Linked DNA regions of Gossypium arboreum: region 1 is linked to region 2. A link is a contact called in public Hi-C data. All regions are on one chromosome and are shown on one strand. Each heading gives the region's core, a stretch centred on a gene start, on an enhancer-like site or on the middle of the called end of the contact. The rest is flanking DNA. Distances are from core to core; before and after follow the strand shown.

Region 1 (5,959 bases), core at 1,934-4,433, 520 kb after region 2:
GTTCATTTTCTTTTTTTTTTCAGTTTTAGTGTTAGTTTTTATTTTGTTTAATTTGCTTAAAGACAAGTAAAGACTTAAGTGTGGGGGTAAGTGACCTGATGTCACTTGTAGTAGTTATTTTAAGTCATTTCTACACTTAACGAGCTTGTTTTCTTATTATTTTATAATTAATTATTGTACTTTCGATATTAGTATGTTAGGAATAAAAATATTAATAAAATAAGTATTTTTACGCATTTTTTTTCCATTTCGATGACTCGTAAGTCTGACTCGGGCCTTGGGAAGTTTAATAGGTTTATTAAGTGTGCAGAAGTCATTTCAAGCCTAAGATTGCAAGGAACGAACGTCATGGTGCGACACAAGTATCTCGTGGCACTACATGACACCAAGAAACATCCCAACAGGAAGTAGCGCGTGACGTCCCAATGATGAAGGCTTCCACGTCCCAACGAGGCAATGTCCTGATGAGTTCTTCCTTGGTGTGGCAACGTGGCTGACCAAAATGAAGTTGATTTCCTTGGACAACACTTTTGTGAAATTTTCTTATTTAGACCATAGCTTTATCAGAATATTTTATTTATTAGAATCCCAATGTTATAGGTTAAGTGGTCACCAAGCAACTTGTAGCTTATATATAAACGCCTTAATGTCACCAGAATGGTAAGCAGACTTAGGTAGATAGTTTTACTATTTTGTTTTATTTTCTTTTCATATTCGTGTAGCTGAAACTTTTCTATTCTAATGTGAAGACAATTGCGAGCGAAGATTGCTTTGGATCCGCGCTTCAATATATATTCATGAGCATTCTCTCTACTCTTCTATTTTATTCTTTTATTTATATTTCGTTAACTTGATCAACTAATGTTTGTATGAATATTAGAATAAATCTTGTGCTTTATTCATATCTTGCATGATTCGTTTATTGAACCACTTAATTAATTAATTCAATTAATTAACAAAAGAATAAGGGTTCATAATAAGAGTAGTTGGTATAGATTACACTTTCCTAAACCCTAAGTTTGACAACCCTAGGAAGTTATCATAGGGGAGACAATATCAGGAGATAAACCAATTTGAGTAAATCATGGTTTATCCTTATGGAGAAAGTGAGGTCAGGAGATAAGCGAGTATCCGTTGATTAATTAATTAGTAGAGGTAGGGAGGCAATACTAGTTAATTAATAGCTAATTCATATTAGAACATGAATTCTGAGATTAATTAATCTTTTGTTTATTAATTAATGATTTAATTGATCATAGGCTAGAGGCTCGCATTGTTGACACTAGGAATATGAAATTCCATTAGGTTAGTTTAGGTTATTTAATTTAAATAGTTTAATTAAAATCTCAATTTGGATTAACACTACTAATTTGTGACTCAACTAGATTAGTAATTATTTTCTATAATTAATTTAATATTAATTTATCAAATCTGCAATCCATTGGGTACGATTCTCGGAATACTTACTAGTGTTTCGTTGTAAACTTTACTATATTACAATTTGACTCGTATGCTTGTGGACAACGCTATTCTAATTTTATAAATTTTTAGTGTGTTATTTTTACTATAAACAGTAACACGTTTATAGGCGGTCACTTACTTATTAAAATGCTAAGTTAATTGACATGGACATATGCTAGAAAAACTTAATATTTTAATAAATGTGATTCCTTAGACGATGGTTGGAAAGGTAATCTTAAGGTCGGACTAGACATAGAAATATGTTGACTAAAAGGTTAAGCTTAGGTCTTTGAGAGAAGCTAAGCACTCGTAAAATCAAGTTTAGTAAATTATCAATATGCCACGAAATCTCCATAACATCTCTTAGTAGTGTTAATAATTATAAGTTGGGAAAGACAATTATTCGAACACGTGCTTGCTATTGTGTTTACTCTTAAAAACTTACATTTTTAATTTTTTGTGTTCAATTTAAATTTTAATCATACGTTTAATTTAAATTTTAATCATACTTAGGTTAATCTAGTATAATTAGGAAATTCATCACACTTTAATTGATCTCATCACCAACCAATAAGGATTAATTTTGCAATTTTTTATTTGTATAAACAGTCCGTATGAAGACGACAACTGTTACTTACTTCTTTATTACTTGTGTATACTTGCACATCAATTGAATTATTTCGAGACAACATGTCATCCATGAGACAATTCACGTGTATACTACGTCGGTAAAATTAATAACAGTAACTTTTCCATTAGTTCTGGAATGATTTGGTAAAAAAAATACAAATTAAAAGAATAAAAAAATAAAAGATTAAATATAAAACTAAAATAACCTATTTTATAAAGTGGAGGGCAAAATAAATTATTACTCCCTATAAAAAAATAAGTTATTACTCCCCATACCATAAAAAATGATACATTAGTGTTAAACCAATTTAATTTAGTGCATTCCCACTTCAATTATAAAAGAAATGTCATGTGAACTAGAGGTGTGTATGGGCCAGGCCACCCGGCCTGGCTCAAAAGCCCGCTCGAAATTTGAGAGAGTTTGGGCAAAAATATAGGTCCGAAAAATAAGCTTGGGCAAAAATATTAGGCCTGTTTAAAAAACAGGTCAGGCCTCGGGTAAGGCATTTTTGGCCCGAGCCTGGCCCGACCCGACCCGAATTCACTACATGACAAAAAATCTATTTTTTTAATATTATTTCCTTATTGTTTTCTCCCTATTTGCTACTATTTTACTATTATGTTGCTACTATTTTGTTGTTATTGTTTGGATATTGTATAAAATTTATTTTATTGTTAATTTTTTATTATTTTAAACACATTTGTTAATTTTGTTATTATTTTAGAAGCATTAAGTTGCATCTATTTTAGTGTTATTTAAGTATAAATATTTTTAAAATTTATTTTCAATATGTTGAGAAATATTTATCTTGATGTTTTTAGTATTTTTAATAGTTTATATATATTTTAAAATTATATAAAAATAATATAAAAATTAACATGGGCGGGCCGAGTATAACTCGGGTTTTAACATTTTTATTCGGGTCGGGCTTGAACAAAATTTTAGGCCTATTTTTTGGGCCAGGCCAGGCCCGGGCCTAGCAAACGAGACTAAATTTTTAGCTTAGCCTAACCCGAACCTAAACCCGGCCTGGCCCAACTCATACGCACCTCTAATGTTAACTATTTATGAAAAAATTATATCATATAATTAATGAAATTAGTAAAATGTGATTGGTGTATACAATATTTTTTAGAGAATAAATTTCGAAACTTTGCATTAGCTGCCGACCTTAAATAGGGGAAATGAAAGCAGATATTTAGTATATTTGTATCTTCTCAGCCTTCAGTCTAGTTCAGTTCACTCATTATCCTTTGCATTCATAGTTCCATTCCATTTTCCCTAACAAATTTATTTAGATCTGATCAGATTTAACTCAGATCCTTTTGTATCGAGTCTTCTAAATTCCAGATCTTTACTTATTTTGACCTTAGGCAGAAAGAAAAAGAAGAGATGAGAGAGATTATTAGCGTCCACATTGGTCAAGCTGGGATTCAAGTCGGGAATTCATGCTGGGAGCTTTACTGTCTTGAACATGAAATTCATCCTGATGGAACCATGCCCAGGTTTTATTTTATTTTGTTTTTGGGATCAAAATTCCAAACTTATTTCTCTTTTAACAAAAAGTTTGGATCTAGTCATGAGATAACGGTTTCTCTGTTTTTTTTCCTCCTTTTGTTCTTTTCTTGTAATGGCATTGCTAATGTGTTTTGCTGAAGAAGCTTAACGGTGAATGCAGTGACACCTCAGTCGGTGTAGCACACGATGCTTTCAACACTTTCTTCAGCGAAACGGGTTCAGGAAAGCATGTACCGAGAGCTGTCTTTGTTGATCTGGAGCCCACTGTTATCGATGAAGTGCGGACTGGCCCTTATCGTCAACTTTTCCACCCTGAGCAGCTTATTTCTGGCAAGGAAGATGCTGCTAATAACTTTGCCAGAGGCCACTATACAAGTAACAAACATCCTTTCTCTGCACTTCGCTTCCATTTTGGTGTTGTTTGTTTGTTTCCTTACTCTGATTCCGCTTTTGTTTTGCAGTTGGAAAGGAAATTGTTGATCTCTGCCTTGATCGAGTTAGGAAGTTAGCTGATAACTGCACTGGTCTGCAAGGTTTTATGGTGTTTAACGCTGTCGGCGGTGGAACTGGTTCTGGTTTGGGATCTTTGTTGTTGGAGCGCTTGTCGGTAGATTATGGAAAGAAGTCAAAGCTTGGGTTCACCATCTATCCTTCGCCTCAGGTACTTAGCTGTTTTGGTTGCTGCTAACTCATGGAAATCACCATTTTCGGTTTGCCATTTAGCCTTTGAAACTTTTATGTGGGGTTAATTTACATTATGGTCCATGTAGATCACAAGCCTTTAATTTTATCAAATTTAACCATTAAACTTCTATTATTAATAAATTAGGTCACTTATGCTAAGTCCATAATGGAAAAGTTGGTTAATCGTGCATACCTTACCGAGCATGAAATTCCAAAGTTGGTTATGCGTGGAAAGCAAGTCATATGTGCATGCTAAGACAGCTTTTGCAGTAAAATTATTTAATGGAATTAGAATAAGTGACCTAATATGTTAGTTATAGAAGTTCAATGATACACTTTGATGAAATCAAAGGTTTGGGACTTGAATGAAAGTTGATAAACTCAATTGTGTTGGACTGTTCTTTGGGTTTTTTCTTGTTAAATTTGCAGGTCTCAACTGCAGTTGTGGAGCCTTACAATAGCGTTCTGTCCACTCATTCGCTTCTTGAACACACAGATGTGGCTGTGCTCTTGGACAATGAAGCAATTTATGACATATGCCGGAGATCCCTCGATATCGAGAGACCAACTTACACCAATTTGAACCGGTTGATTTCTCAAATCATATCGTCCTTGACAACTTCTTTAAGGTTTGATGGAGCCATTAATGTGGACATTACAGAGTTCCAAACCAATCTTGTGCCTTATCCTCGAATCCATTTCATGCTCTCTTCTTATGCGCCTGTTATCTCAGCTGAGAAAGCATACCATGAACAGTTATCAGTTCCTGAGATCACAAACGCTGTGTTCGAGCCCTCAAGCATGATGGCGAAGTGCGATCCTAGGCATGGGAAGTACATGGCATGCTGCCTGATGTATCGAGGAGATGTTGTGCCCAAGGATGTTAATGCTGCTGTTGCTACTATTAAAACAAAGAGGACTGTGCAGTTTGTTGACTGGTAAGATGGAAAGCTCTGCTTCAGTAGTTCAATGGTTACAAAAATTGGTTTTATTTATTACATTCAAAATCAATTCTGTTGAAAGTCAAGTTGTTCTGGTCCTTGTTTCCTTATCGTCTTTGAATACTTAAATAATTTAGTAACGGTATCTTGGCATCAGAATTTTGTTCTTAAAGTTTGATTTACTCAAATCTCCTATGCATGTAATGCTACACCGGCAATATACTGAGATACTTATATTTACTTCTTTAGGAGGTTCTGGATTGCTAAGGAAATAAGTAATCATATATATTGCTTATGTACTGAAGCAAATCGTGTTGAAGGTAGCCATGTCTGATGTAAATATACCTTTTTGTCTGAAATCTTGATGGGTTCTGCAGGTGCCCAACTGGTTTCAAATGCGGTATTAACTATCAGCCCCCAACTGTTGTACCTGGAGGAGATCTTGCTAAGGTGCAGCGAGCTGTTTGCATGATAAGCAATAATACAGCAGTGGCTGAGGTGTTTGCACGCATTGACCACAAGTTTGATCTCATGTACTCAAAGAGAGCTTTTGTGCATTGGTATGTTGGCGAGGGCATGGAAGAAGGCGAATTCTCAGAAGCCCGTGAGGATCTGGCTGCTCTTGAGAAGGATTATGAAGAAGTTGGTGCTGAAGGTGGAGATGATGAAGAGGAAGGTGAAGAATATTGATGTGCTTATGCAAAATCATCTATTTTGAAGATCG
Region 2 (5,243 bases), core at 2,052-4,551:
AGTTTTTCTTTAAATTTATTTTCTGTTGTGTTTTGCAAACCCGATTTTCCAACATCTCAGAGCACTATCGCATCACTGGTGATTCAAAAATACCTTAAACTAGCACACTCTCTACCTCAAATAGAAATAAATATTTCCAATGAAAAATTTAAACACTGAAGTGGGAAGAAAATTGAGAGCGAGTAATTTTGTAAAGGGGAGGGGTGGTGGCTGAGAGAGAAGATGGAGTAGGGGGAGAGCCGCCTCTTATAGGCTGGGAGGTGAGCCTAAAGTAAAAAAAATAATGAGCATTAAAAACGCGTCATCTGAGATGTGTTTTCATCGAATAATAACTTCAGTGGTGCTTGTAAACTTACTCGATTTTCCCAGGTGCATGGCATCTTCACAGGCTTTGGACAAATGGCGGAGAGAAAGTGCACCCAGTTGGACACATTTTCTATTGAAATGTTAGGGAAAACGCATCCAGTTGGACGCGCTTTACCTAACATGTTAGCAGAAAATGAGTCCAGCTGGGCGTGCTTTCCTTGACATGTCAACAGAAAATACGTTCAGTTGGACGTATTTTCTCTCGTCTATTTGTCCAAAGCCTGCAAAGATGCGCTACGCCTGGGTATCTTGGGTAAGTTTTCAAGCATGCCTCGAGCATAAATTATTATTCGATGAAAACCGTATTAAAAGACGCATTTTTAACATATCCCTCCCTCCTTGTTCTTTTTTACTATTAAACTACCAAAGTATTCACTATTGATACACCAACAAATTTAATTTTTTGAAAAGTTGCATTGCAAGTTTCATTCTCATTTCTTTAAATAACCATTTGAAGATTGTTTTATTTTAAATATTTAATTCATTTTAAATTGAGAACCTGATTATCATAATTAGAGTCGATGACGAACCCGTCGTGCTACATACTTTGGACCTAGGATTCTGGGGCGATCGTCGTGGCCTCTTAGGAAAAATTTGCCTACTCCTTGCCTCCACCAACTATAGATATGGCTTCCCATGGTGTTTAAACGATGGCATGTATTCCATAGAGGTCGCCATTTTTGGTGCGAAAAAGTTTCGCGCATAGGTATGAAATCGTTCCTACGATCCCAAATGTTGATATATTCCTTGTGGAATTCCTGCCAATTTTCGTCGGTTTTCCCCTACAAATCAAGCTTGTATAGTGCTTCAATGTCCTATGGTGGTGGAAGAATATTTTGATTCCACCCGAACTGTTGCATCACTCAATCAGATTCGTGCATCTCCATCGTCATGTAAACTACCAATGACACCTTCGTGTCCCACATACTCTGATTGGTCAAATTTTCTGGCAAGATCAATTGTACGATTTTCGGGTCAGTGTATGACATCCATTCAAATTGTCGTACACAATTATAAATTTTGTTATCTACAAAATATTAAATTCCAAATCATTATGTAATTATTATATGTTTGAAAACTTCAATAACTAATCTCGGCTTCTGAGTGTTGATCTAACAGTAGCCGAATATCTTTAAGCTGCTTTGGTAGTCCAACATAACTAAGCCCAAAGTTTCACCTACTCAAACAATATGTTAATTCAAACATATAATAAATAAACAACATTTACTATGGTAACTAAATTATTATCAAATAAATTTTATCTTGTCACTAGTGAGAATGTATAAACGGCGTCCGTAAAAATGTAGTCGCCACCATGCCTATGATTGCAACAGGAGCAAGAAACCACCGATTGACATCTTATCAGCTTTTGTTGCCTGACAGAACTCCCAGTACAATGTGGCCAACACGACTTATCCCTAATTGAGTTGACCGCATTATTTGAAGTTGACTAGATGTAGTAGCCACCTTATGTGTACCAAATATCGAGATTTGTCGAGCATCAGAATGCCATTAATTAACCTTAGGTTGAATGCTCAAGCATATTATTTTTTTCGAGGGTTGTCATGTATTCATAAAGTTCATCGAAATTATCTTCCAACTATTTAATCTTTATTCGACCACCTTAAAACTTGTACGGTACCTTCCCTAAAAATGCGTTGTAAATGTCCCCCTTACCAGGAACGATCACTGGCCCCATAAGAACTCCCCTATCCACCGGTAAACCCAATTGTACGTCCTCTAGTGTGATCGTACACTCACTGCACGAAAGATGAAATATGTGTCTTGGGTCTTTATCTTTCCACCAACGCGTTGATAAGTATGGGGTCCAATTTATAACCTCTGAGTACACGAGACACATGTAAGAATCATGCGCCTTGCAAATGAAGACGAATTGCATTAAGTGCGCTCTTTGATAAATTGTGTATGAACCTCTCCAAAACCCAATCAGTCGCCTATATATATCAACAAAATAATTTAAAAAATTTAAAAAATTAAAACTTTAAAATTAATTTAATAAAAAAAAATCCTTACCATTGCTAATCTCACAGCGAAACTATGTTAATCGTCGAAACGAATAAGAGAACTTGCCATTCGTGAAAATTTAATTATGAAATAGTAAACTAAAATTAGATTATTTTTATAAATATTTATTAGAAAATTTGAAATTAATATTGAGAGAATAGAGAGAATGAAGAGAATTAGATTTGAGTGAAAAGAGTGGAAAATGACTTAGGCTCATATAAGAAAAAAAGTTACCAATTAGATTTGAGTGAAAAGAGTGGAAAATGACTTAGACTTATATAAGGAAAAAAGTTACCATTGGGCAAATTATAATTTTACCATTGGTCGAATTTGTAATTTGACTGTTGGGAATTTACCATTGGAGGAAAGCGCGTCCAGTTGGGCGCGCTTTCTTGCCAACTCAGAGGAAAACGCATCTAACTAGGCTCACTTTCCTGCAACTTTGCAGAAAATGCTTCCAGCTAGACAAGTTTTCATGTACTCTCTCTAAAATTGACCTATTTCCTTAATTTAATAAAAAAAAGCCTATTTTGCCAATTATTTTTGACATATATGCCTCATTTAGCCTAATTATATAATTTTAAATTCTAAAAAATATTAATTATTTTTATAATTAATAATACTTGAGACGAAAATCTCTAAACAAGTAACAAAACCTAAAATCAAATTATTGTATATAATAAGTTGGTCCAAAAGTATTAGACAATACGGATATTAATAAAATTAATAAGAAACACAAGCATCATATGTAATTTTACCTAATTAATTTAACATTTTATATACTCTCCTAGAACTAAATTATTATTCTTTTATACTATTATATAAAAATATAAAAATAAAACTTAAAACTTAAATAATGTGCAAAGATACTTAAAGAATGATAAAATATTGAATTTGAGTATAATTAACCGTGATAAATTGTTAATATCTTGTTGAAAAATATAACGCTCACAATTCAGCGGTGCAAGGTAATTGTCATTAGTTGCTCTTGTGGTGAGTAAATTACTTGGTCACCTTTTTATTAATTCAGGGGGCTAAATAATAGAAGAGACAATTTCTTTCTTTCTTTTCTTTAATGAAGTAAATAAATCACTATACTAAAGGGTTCTATATTCTATCTGTTTCCCCCTATTTTGGCTACGTTTCTTTTTGGCCCGAACCTAACAATCCATCCCTTCTATCGCAGAAAACCTTGGATCTGGCTCAGGTATGGTTTCACGCCCTCTTCTCTATACTCCACGCTTGGAGGTGGTGTAATTTGTTTGGGTTTACTCTATGTTAAGGATTCGATCAATTTGGGGGGGGGGGGATTTAAGATAATTATTTTTGAGGTTGAATGATTAGGGTTTTGTATGCCTGATTAAATAATTTGAAGATGAGTCCATTTTCAATCACGCGTAAGAAAACGCCTTTCCAGAAGCACAGAGAAGAGGAAGAAGCCAAGAAGAAGGTACAATTGCCTCTCTTAGTTACAGAGCTCAAAAAAATTAATTAATTTTGGTTCTTGCTAGAATTTGCAGCTTCTGGAGCCAAATAATTGACTTCAATTTCTGGCTTTTCTTTTTGGTTTTATTAGAGGGCAGAGGACGAAACTGCTCGATTATACGAGGAGTTTGTGGCATCGTTTCAAGGAGATAATACCCCTGGATCGAAGGCATTTGTTCGAGGTGGAACAATCAATCCCAACGAGAGGTTGAAATCCGATTCTGAAGGTTAGTTTGATCCCGAGACTCAACTTTTGTGTTTCAAGCAGCAATTTTTTTAATAATTTTGTCTTAGTTTTTTAGGTGTCGATGTTTTTGTTTTGCACTATGGATTAGTAGAATAATTTTTCTATTGTATCACGAGGACACATTAATAAAAATATGGGCCTTTTTTATTCATTCGCGGATGGCAGGTGAAAAGTCCAAAGATGGGATGTCTGTTCCAAAGAAGGGAAGTAGGTAATAATAATTGCTTTTGATTAACCGCGCTGCATTGTTAATGCTCTTTGGTGAGGCATCATGGATGGAAAAGCTGTGTGGTGACAATAGTGCTGTTTTCATTCTAGCCTTGTATTTTTAAGGGCTTCTTCTATAATATCGTGAAAAAGAATTTCATATAGCGGTGTTCCAACTTGCGTACCATTTACTTTAAAAGGATTCAATTAGTGGGGGGAGGGGGCTTTTCTAGTTTCGAAAAGAAATACTTGTTGTTTATAGTTTTCTGAATTTCAATTCTTAATTGCCACTCCATTGTGGAAGTTTTACCTTTTATGGCTTATTTATAAGTCCTAATCTGCTTTATGAAAGAAAACTACTCCGAAGTTAATGATACTTTGCTGTTGATAACATCTACCATGGTGTAAAAGAAATATGAAAAGTTCCACTACCAGTCAACTGACTTCAATGGAGTAATTAGAGATAGAAAAAGAAATCATTACTTTTTATTTGTAAAGATCAATTCAAATGAATGGTTATAATGCAATTTTGGCCGTTAAATCTTTTTCGTTTGACGTCACACCATGTTATACCTTCGCATCTAGTTGGTCCATCCTGCTATTGTGTTTGAACATTTTTGGCTTGGATAGTTGTGAAATATAAAACTTCAGATAAAATTTACAGTCAAATTTATCATTGTGTTGGATGGAAAGTAAATGGACATTGTATTCTTGACTTCAGATCACGAAGCCTTCATCTCCATTAGATTTTATCCCAAACTAGTTGGGGTTAGTTTCATGAATGATTTTCTTTACTTATGGTGTTTTTAAGCTGGTTAGAGTTGCATAACATTATCTCAAGTTACATTGAATTTTAGTCAGCCCCCCTCTTTCCCCAGCGTCCTGGTCTGCCATCCTGTCATTCTTCAAGCAT

Evidence for each region. Hi-C and Micro-C count contacts between places; a contact is called where the count stands out from the background.
Region 1: a contact with region 2 is called in a Hi-C map of leaf, with 2.7 times the contacts expected there. The contact joins the promoter of LOC108486249 here to the promoter of LOC108486345 in region 2. A contact is called at or near these places in 2 of 5 Hi-C or Micro-C datasets (both in leaf).

Annotation. Positions count from the first base shown.
Region 1 is chr6:88,115,370-88,121,328 of ASM2569848v2, forward strand. It overlaps LOC108486249 (tubulin alpha-3 chain), which reads left to right and starts at 3,184. Exons shown (of 6, transcript XM_053029556.1): 1 at 3,184-3,324; 2 at 3,466-3,597; 3 at 3,771-3,985; 4 at 4,072-4,271; 5 at 4,724-5,232; 6 at 5,613-5,959. The coding sequence starts at 3,485. The coding sequence ends at 5,925.
Region 2 is chr6:87,594,479-87,599,721 of ASM2569848v2, forward strand. It overlaps LOC108486345 (protein RRC1-like), which reads left to right and starts at 3,302. Exons shown (of 18, transcript XM_053029539.1): 1 at 3,302-3,384; 2 at 3,578-3,598; 3 at 3,767-3,841; 4 at 3,968-4,103; 5 at 4,289-4,334. The coding sequence starts at 3,767.